Regions from separate parts of the Mus musculus genome. Here all the other regions are linked to region 1. The links are chromatin contacts, called in public Hi-C and HiChIP or PLAC-seq maps. All regions are on one chromosome and are shown on one strand. The core of a region is the stretch at or near the end of the contact, and the rest is flanking DNA. Distances in the headings are between cores, read along the strand shown.

Region 1 (3,139 bases), core at 275-2,774:
TTAAGAGGTCTCATATCTCTCAGAATGCACACAGTGATGTCCAGCATGCCACACAGTTACACAAAACACTTATTCAGCATAAAGTATCTTCATGGGGGCCCTACCGCCCTTACCCCTCGTTTCCACTTTCCACCCTCCAGTCCTCCCTTGGGAAGATGCATGCCTGTTCCATTTATGCTCAGCACCAGTGTTGCCATGGAAACTCTCCTCCTTTTCTCTACCCTCCCCAGTTACCAAGCACAGCTCTGGACTCAGTGCCAAGACCTCCTCTGTACAGACTCAATATTCTTTCAATGTTTAGACAAATCTGTTCGAAAACCTTGTTTACATTTTTTCCCACAACACCATAGCTTCGAGTCGGGGCCATCCATTTCCCATGGATCTGCTTATATTCTGGACATGGTTTCTTTTCTTTTTTCTCCACCATAGCTCTAAAATAAAATTGTATCATTTGGTCTAATTCTTAATAGGACATAAAAGGCAACTCAGGGTCAGAGTCCACCCTTACAGTCAATTTTATCCAGTCCAGAGTAGAATTTAATACTTTTTGTATACTATTTTTTTTTTACTTAAAAAATTTTGTTTAATAAATGCAGCATTAACACATGTTTAAAAACAAGAAACTTTCCTTTAATTAGCTTTAGTTGCATGTTTGTTACAGTCATCTGTGTATCTTACGTTATGCCAGACATTAATTAGTATTCAGATATACAAATAATATGTTGGCTTCACATTGCTTAATCTTACAGGTATGTTTTAGGCTGCACATTTTCTGTAGAATTTAAAAGTCTTGCTTATGGTTTAATTCTTGATTCCTATATTTAATGACGCAATTCACTGATGAAACTAAACCAAAATTAATGTTGTTGTGATGATATTTTATCCTTCTCCCCATTTAAAAATTGCCAGTTATGCCTGCAGAATTCCTAAATGTTAAACGTAGGTTTAGCTTAAAAAAAAAATACTTACTTTGCCTTTTTATTTTAAGAAACTTGAACAGGTCAGTTCAACTCAGTGAACTATGCTGACATTTACATATTTTCACAGTAAACATGTATTTTTAAATCATTACTAGGAAAAAAATACCTCTGATCAACAGAAGAGGGAGCAATATTCCCTCCTTTTTTACACAAAATACTGTGGGGTTGTTTTCTCACCTTTCCCTCCTAAACATAAGCCTCCTCTATCGTAATCTCTGCTGCTGCTTTTCTCTTTCCCTTTTCTAATTTTTTTGAGGGGAAGTGGAGGAGGGGTGCGCAGTGGTGGCAGGAGTAGGACCACCCAGTTCGATCAAGGAATCAAAGGTTAAATTCTTTCTGGTTTGTTACTATCTCTCAGGATATAGTTAAACGTTAGAAATCTTTGTCGTCTGTATATTTTTACTCGCAACAATACTTACGGGAATGAAATGCGCTGCACCTCCTTACAGAGAAGCCACAACATTGCGCAGGCAGTGGAGTGAATGTGAACGTTTTCCAGCTTGCCTGAGCCAGAGACTCTCTCATTGTTCTCTCTCTGAGCAGAGTAGGAACCGCGCACATCTGAATAACAGAGTCTTTTCTGCCTGGCGCAATCCTGGATTGTTACAGTCTAGAGGCCAGCCATGCTGTCACCGGCACAAATTGATTTAACCATCAATTGCTGTGGTCATTAAAGCTGCTAAAAGTCCCCGCCAAACTGATGAATTGCAACTGAATGTGAAATGAGTGTCTAAGTCTTTTTCCCACCACCTCATATCAAAGGCTATTGTATCCTTGCAAAGTAAAGGGTCGGGGGTTCAGGCTGCTGTTCAACAATGGGCTCTGTCAAAGGACAGAGCTCCATTCACACAAGCACTCCCAATTACAGTTTGCTTTCCATACCTTATTGTATGAAATTTGCATCCAACTAATACATTGAATTATTGGCATACTTTGGGTGTCAAAGGAGTCAATGAATGATTTGTCCTTGAAATACATGGAATCCAAAGCAGCTGCTGGTTCTTGTCTTGACAATGGAATGATTCCCTGGTTTTCCAATGCCTGCAAATGGACTAATTTTCTCCCAGCTCACAGTTAGCACTTGTGGAAGCAGTACACAATTTTTTTCCACATTCACAACTGTGAACTCATTTCTAGAGTTTTGAGAGGAGATACAGAAAAGGAATGGTATTGTCTAGCCTAACAATTATATTATAAACTTTAAAAAAATCAGTATAACCTCCATGAGGCCAATCATTTACTACTACTACTACTACTACTACTACTACTACTACTACTACTACTACTACTACTACGACTACTACTACTACTACTACTATTTGTTTGCTTAAAGTAAAAGGATACATTGTAAAATTAAAACCAACCTTACACATATGTTTAAATACCCAGAAGAACTTTTGTTAATTCTTTTAGGAAGATCATAAATAGGAATTTTTCAGATTTTATGATTAAGCTCCTCAAAGTGTTATGAACTGAGCACACGGCACATGTACACATGTACATATTTGTATGTTGGTATAATGTTTACCCAATTTAGCTGATAACTGAGTTTGCAGACATGAGGGATCACTAAACTGCAATCCTCCAGCTTCTGACACTCAAAGGCAGCAAGGAATTCAGAAAACATTGGGTTTGCTCTCCTTGGTGTTAAGTTTGGTTTTTCCTAGCAGATACTCATCGACCGAACATTTCCCTTCATCTTGAGTCTTGACTTTAATGTGTTACATTATTTGGTTTACCTATGTGCTTGTGTATGCAACTTTAGCAAACTCATCATGGCGGTGTTTTCATGGTGCTCTTAGGGGCAGCTCTGTAAGAGAAACAAGCTTTGGGACATCAGAGAAAGAGAGCATCACTTGTAGTCCCAGCAACACATGGTGTTTATTTTCCTTCCATGGTTCATCCTGCCAGGAAGTATTATCAACTGAGCAAAGACCAGATGTGGAAAACAAAATAAGTATGATTTGATGTTGGAGCAGGGGTGAGTTGGGACAGGATGGGAGAAAGAAAGCAAAGCCAGTGGCCACCATAGTGCTACAGAGAAAACGGGACAAAGAGGGGACCTTCACCACAAAGGTCAGAGGTTCAGGCCACACACCTCTTATAATGAATTGGCAGACAGACCCAGGTTTGTGTTTCCCTAGATTCTATTTACCATA
Region 2 (3,139 bases), core at 309-2,808, 240 kb after region 1:
GAATGATGGCACACAGGAGACAGGGAGGGGTATAAATGATGTAACTACAGTATATATGTATAAAAGGTATAACATGATATGCATGCACATGTGCATGTGAAATTTATTTTAACTAAAAAAATTACAAATATGTCAAACATAAAAGTTTTTTAAAAAATACCCCACATTGTCATTAATCAGTAGACAGGTGAACTAGTTTTAGGCAGATTAAGAAATTTGGATTTCAGGGAAAAGAATGCTGTGTAGAACAAAACATCACTTTTAGATGTTAAAACCTTTAATGTACCAAAAACTATTATTACAAATCTAGATGATGGTGTACCAGTATCAGTGATTTAAAGTTTATGAAGCGACTAATAGAACTGATAGGTAGAACGGAGAAATTGACAATTATACTCAGAGTTTTATGGCTCTCAATACTGATATAGCAAGTATGCAGAAAATCAATAAGGATACAGAAGCTTTGAATACCAATGTCAATGGCTTGACATAATTGGTATTTATAATACATCCTTCTATAGTGCAGCAGAATACTAATTGTTTTTCATTAAAATGGAACCTTTGGAAGCTTCAGAACTCAATGAATTTAAAATAATTAACTATATTCTTTAATCAAACAGAATTAAATTAATAATCAATAACAGATTGACATAAAAAATCCATAAATATTTGAAAACATAATAATTCACTCGTGGATACACAAACTGTCAAAAGGAGAAACTCTAAAGGAAATGAAAACAGCATGTTAGCACACAAGTTTATAAAAATGTGTTTAGAAATGATGGCGTGAGCAGTGGTCAGGAAGGGGCTGATAGTTACACAAAGAAGTTGAGCATATTTAAGCTAGTGGTCATATTGTCTGCTTTGAAAGCTAAAAGTAAAATAAATTATATTTAACAAAAGCAGCGTAGTAATAATGATAGAGGTACAATAATTAACATATACAAGATGAAAACTAAAACTAAAAAATTCCTTACAAAGATTAAATGAAATACAAATAGCCCAGAAAAATCAGTGTCAAACTGATCAAGTGACTGAACACGTGTCAGAATTGACAACATACAAAAAAAGAGGTGGTGCTGACTGTTATAGGTTCTTAAAGAATAAGAAGTATAGATTGAAAACTGGAGGCTAATAAATGTGAGATCTCTGATTGAAAAATTGTAAAATGGCAAGTTCAAATGCTCTCACTACAATTTACTCAAGAAAACCCCAATCTGGACATCCATGACTGTATCTAAGAACCTTCTCTAATACAAACATCTTCATCACAGAATTCAGCCAGGCTTTTAAGAGAGAGAGAATGGCAGCTGCACTATCACTCTTAAATAAAGAAAGCTGAAGAAGATGGAACATAGCACTTTGTCCACAAGCTGCTGCTGGTCACAGAAGTGGTTACGGGGTAAAGAAGGACTTAAGGACACAGGAAATCATTTAGGGTGGTTTCCAGGTACTTCAAAATAAGAATGTACAGCTGGAGCTGTTGGCCTCAGGCCTCATTTCTGTGGGAATCATGTGGCTCCGGAACTGACTCTCAATGTTTTGTCTTCCTAGGGAACTGTATTGCAGCCCACAGCGGTGTAGTCAATGCCTGGGTTATTCACCCCTAGAGAATCTGTACCTCACATAGAGAACTGCTCTCATTCTCTTGTCCTCTGCCTCCTTCATGGGGACGCCTAAGCAGCACCCCTATTGATCCATTCTTTCCCTTCACATACATATTGGGAGAATTAAAAGGGAGATGTTAAAATGCTTTAACATTCAACTCACCAGTAAACAAACGCTTCCTGCTAACCACTCTGTGCAGAAGGATTCTTGGAGATGAGAGAGAGGGAATGAAGAATGTCTTGGAAGGCAGCCAAAATCAACATTTTTTCCCTAAAATTAAATTAGACTATTGAAAGGAAAACTCATGATTCAGAGCACAAAATATTTCCATTTCCCCCTAAGCATTGTCCTGTGTTATTAACATGTTTCTTGGTTGAATTGCTCAAATAAAACATATTTTTCTTTAAAACAAACAGGTATTTTCTATATAATCATTAAAATCTCCACTTAAAGCATAAAATGCCTCTTCTTGCAATGTATGAGTTGTTAACTAGCAGTGTGTGCTGGCATGTGTGGAATAGGCATCTGACTATAAAACATCGCTAAATACCATGGTGGTTCAGTTACTGCTTGGTTTTAGCCATGAGTCTTCTATGTTTATGTTAGAATTAATCACATGTAGTGACCCTTCAGCAAGTGTCATTGTGACCTGTCCTTGTCATAGCTAAGTTCATGATTCAGTACATATTATTTTGCTGTAGGGTACATGAGAACAGATGACCCCTCAGTGTCCTGCACATACAATTAAGTGTTCACAGAATGCCTACAATGTTAAAAGTAAGTAGCTATTAGCACAGAAGTGCATTGTCAGCATACAAAACTGTATTTATACATAAGTACATATATGAGTAATAATTGTTTAAATGAGAATTTATTAAAAATGTGGAAATTGAACTTTGCTTAAGAAACTTCAATAAATAAACCTACCTTACCTTTATTTTCTTTCTTTACAATACCTTCAAGGAATCCTTGATTTTAGAAAAATACGTACCCCTCCATTATGTACACACTCATGTATTTGGGATAAAAACATAACCTCATAAATTTCCTATTAGAAAAAATAATGAATCTCTAAATGGCTACTCTTGTTCATCCACTTTAGGTTCATATTCAACCTCCCCAGGTTGAGAAAATAAAGCCTGGAAAGAAGTCCAAATAATCTACAATAAATTAAATTCTTACATTCTTGGGGAAGCTTCTTGAGATCAGGAACAAATTAACATATTTCTCAGACTCCAGATGTGCTCTTGTATAACATGACCCACTTATTGAATCTTAATTATATATTAAGAACTACTAATCTCTATGTAGCATTTATAAAATAAATAACCTAAGTTCAGTGATACTTGACCCTGATTATTCTGAACTGCAACTTGACTCCTAATATTCTTAACATTTAAACCAAGTAATAGACACGACCTGTGGATTGTAATAGTTTGTGGAGTCTGAAAAGTTGTTCCCATCTCTCTTCACGTTCTATTTCTCTTCATCTATGAGAAACAAGCTGCAAGCACAGTTGAAAGTCAATGAG
Region 3 (3,139 bases), core at 178-2,677, 200 kb after region 1:
ATTTATCTTTTTTGTACATTATGATGCACTTCACCTAAACCTACAGGCTTTGAAGGCCAAGTCCTCATTTTACATCTGGCAGTTTTAGTCATTGTTTTAACTTCATGCTTATTTGAATGTGTAATCACATTTGAAAGCCTCCTGGGATTCTATGCACATACCTTTCTTCTAACAATGCATTTGTCAATCTAGGGCCCTTATCTGCACATACTATTCACATAGACCTCTCTTTTAATTGTATACTTGGCAGTCTGAGATGTTTACCTGTGCATACTTTATAACATAACCTCTTTCCAAACAACAACTGAATAACAACTATCAATCCAGGACCCCCATTTGCATTGAGCACATCCCATTCCCAATAGCAGAATAAATTTCTCTACTCTTTAATGACCAACAAATTTAGAATTTTACAAAATGTATTCATAATACCATCAATAGAATGATCTGGCCTATTAGTGGTTTTGAGTGCATGCTTAATACGGTGAAGTGTCCTCTATGTGACTTTTAGTAAGAATCCTGTATTTGCTCACTTATGTCTATGCATTAGTGGGCATGAATGTGATGAAATTCAGATGAATTGTGAGGAGGAGCATGAATCATAGAGAAATGGTTTTACTACCAAAAGTCTGTCAACCAAAATAGATACCAACTTACATTATACCCTCCATGATCAAATTGCTCCCCTTGAAATCCATAGAAGGAACAGTAATGAAGGCTTTCTTATTGTATAATAATGGAGTCCCTTCATTCACCGATGCCCTCAGTCTTGACAGTTCATTCCCTTCTACAATGCACTATTGCTCTGCTTTGAATAAAGCATTCTTGCAACTTTCTAAATATGTGCGCACATTTATTTCATTCACTAGTAAAATGCCTAGGACCTAAAAATACCTGGCCCAGACCTGAACGTAACAAAGTGATAGAATTTGCTTTAATTGTAGAAGAAGATAAGCATTTGTAACTGATCTGAGCAAACTTTTAGGCAAGAACTTTGCATAACTTTAATAAATATTTCCGCCTAGTTACAAGTCCATTAATATCTCAAGAAGCCAGAATGATGGAATAGCTTTATTCCCCATGTAAATGGGCATGCTAAAATATGTGGCAAGTGTGCTTGAATCTAATTTAGGGAGTATCCTCTGTCTCATATTTACTTCTGCTTACGTGTAAGCACATCAAATTTCATAAAAGAATAAGCCTTTATCTATCATTTTCAGTGCTTTCTTATAACACCCATGAGGTTAAACCAAGCATGTTATAATAAATTAGAAACAAATATGAAAAGGACCTGCCTAAGGAAGAGCTCCATCATGAGACTGGGTTTGCTGTGTATTTAAACAAAGTCATGATTCATTAGCACAGGGCTTTAACAATCAAATAAACAAAACTGTGTTCTACAAGGCATCCATTAGCACATTGATGTGCATAAATCACCAGCCATGTGACTTAGGACTCAACCATTTGCCAAACAGCTGCTTTCTCAGCTCAAGTAATGAAGGGGGGGGGGGTGGAATCCCCAGCTGAAGCCAATTAGTGGATAAGCATTCATTCCCAAATATCTGAGGCAGTTGAGTGGTTTATTTTGGAGGCTAGATATGTTGTTACTCAGACCCAAGGAAGAAAGCTCCTTTTACAAAAAATTGAGCAGTTTATGTTAACCCTTGTTTGTACTGGGCTCTCTTCCAAAGAACAGGCAGAGACATAAGCAAGCAAACAAACAAACATGCAAACAGATAATTAAGATCTAAAATCCTTGAAAGCAGTGCAGTGAATCATTTATTTAGAATTGCTTGTTCCTTAGCTTGTGGAATATTCTAAGCATTCCTGGTTCTAGACTATGTGAGTGTAAAATTCTAGTGTGAAGCAAAATATCTAATTTCAAGCACAAATTATATTTTAAAAAAGACACAAGACACGTGATCAGACTGAAGCAGACTTTAGGAAAGACTGATCATATTTCATGTGCTTAAATTCTAAAAAGAAAGCTATCACTACTCAAGAACTAGCTTTAAGCACACATTGCATTTCAGAATGGTGTGGTGCTTAAAGAGAGAAACACCTCTTCTAGGCCCAGGTGTTTGAATGCCTGCTCCCTGGCAGGTAGTGGTATTTGGTGAGGTTCTGGGACATGCAGCCTTTAGGAAGTATGCCACAGCCAGTGTGCTTTGAAAGCCCACTCGATGTTGTTTTCTGTGCTTTGCGTTTACAGTTGAAGAGGTGACCTTTCACTGTACTGCTCCTGCAGCCTCAACTACAGCTTGCTGCAGGCATCTCTGCCTGGCAACCTCGTGCACACTCCTCTGCAGCTGTAAACGCAAGCAAATCTTTCTCCCATAACTTGCTTTTGGTCAAGGTGTTTTATCATGTCAACAGAGAAGTGACTACATCAGTTAGGATCTATACTAAATGTTAGCAAAACCTGAGTTGTCCCTAAAATCTCTCTATTACAGTATTCTATATATTGCCTCCTGCCAAAATAAAGGTATAATCTGGAACCTTCTTTGCCTTGATAATTCTGGTAACTACATTAATTAATAAGGGTCACTAATGAAACTATAATAAACATAACACATTTTTCCTAGGAAAAGTTAGCACACAAGTAACCAAGACAGCATCTTTCTTACAAGCTACCTTAATGCACACAATAAATAAAGCAGAATGTTAATTGTGACTGAGCTATATACTAGTGAAAGAACATCTAGTAAATTTTAATATCTCTCAATTTGACTCTGGGACCCCTTTGGGGTTGAATGTCCCTTTTACAGTGGTCTACTAAGACCCTTGGTAAACACAGATATTTGTATTATAATTCATAGTAAGAGCAAAATTACAGTTATGATAAGCAACAAAAATAGTAAAAAATAAAAGATTCTTGTCTGTTTCCTTCATAGGCACTATGGAAGAAATATGGAGTGACAGAAGATGGGGATTTAATTCACTATCAAACAATTCCTTATGAGAGCTCTTTCTCTTTGGGGGTTGAATTTTAATTTTTAATTTTTGACATGCAGAGATGTATATTACTTTATGCATTATTGCTTTCAAACTTTCAAACAGTTTCAGCTAACCCATAACCAACACACTAAGATTCAGAGAACTTAAGTTTTCCAAATAAATGAAATTGATTTTTTTCTGT

The links. A called contact is a pair of places that touch in the nucleus more often than the background predicts. HiChIP or PLAC-seq counts read pairs in DNA pulled down with a chosen protein or histone mark.
Region 2: a contact with region 1 is called in an H3K27ac HiChIP or PLAC-seq map of neural progenitor cells, with 7 times the contacts expected there. The contact joins two enhancer-like sites. A contact is called at or near these places in 1 of 484 Hi-C or Micro-C datasets (liver), 2 of 115 datasets of contacts at active chromatin or transcription factors (neural progenitor cells and stem cell-derived neural progenitor cells) and 1 of 9 other capture datasets (embryonic tail).
Region 3: a Hi-C map of neural progenitor cells shows a contact between it and region 1, with 6 times the contacts expected there. The contact joins two enhancer-like sites. A contact is called at or near these places in 5 of 484 Hi-C or Micro-C datasets (the 3T3-L1 cell line, cerebral cortex, embryonic stem cells and 2 more), 2 of 115 datasets of contacts at active chromatin or transcription factors (neural progenitor cells and stem cell-derived neural progenitor cells) and 1 of 9 other capture datasets (embryonic tail).

What each region holds. Positions count from the first base shown.
Region 1 is chr10:38,552,351-38,555,489 of GRCm38.p6, reverse strand. No RefSeq gene overlaps it. Among named protein-coding and RNA genes, the nearest start is that of Gm22911, 62 kb to the left of the region's middle. Within about 2 kb of position 1,524, at least 127 of the 459 cell types and tissues checked have an H3K27ac peak or open chromatin away from gene starts, as enhancers often do. A contact at or near this core is called in neural progenitor cells, where this site is marked.
Region 2 is chr10:38,307,605-38,310,743 of GRCm38.p6, reverse strand. No RefSeq gene overlaps it. Among named protein-coding and RNA genes, the nearest start is that of Gm40624, 46 kb to the left of the region's middle. Within about 2 kb of position 1,558, at least 36 of the 459 cell types and tissues checked have an H3K27ac peak or open chromatin away from gene starts, as enhancers often do. A contact at or near this core is called in neural progenitor cells, where this site is marked.
Region 3 is chr10:38,356,394-38,359,532 of GRCm38.p6, reverse strand. All of the region lies in intron 1 of Gm40624 (a long non-coding RNA gene), which reads right to left. Among named protein-coding and RNA genes, the nearest start is that of Gm40624, 3.2 kb to the right of the region's middle. Within about 2 kb of position 1,427, at least 21 of the 459 cell types and tissues checked have an H3K27ac peak or open chromatin away from gene starts, as enhancers often do. A contact at or near this core is called in neural progenitor cells, where this site is marked.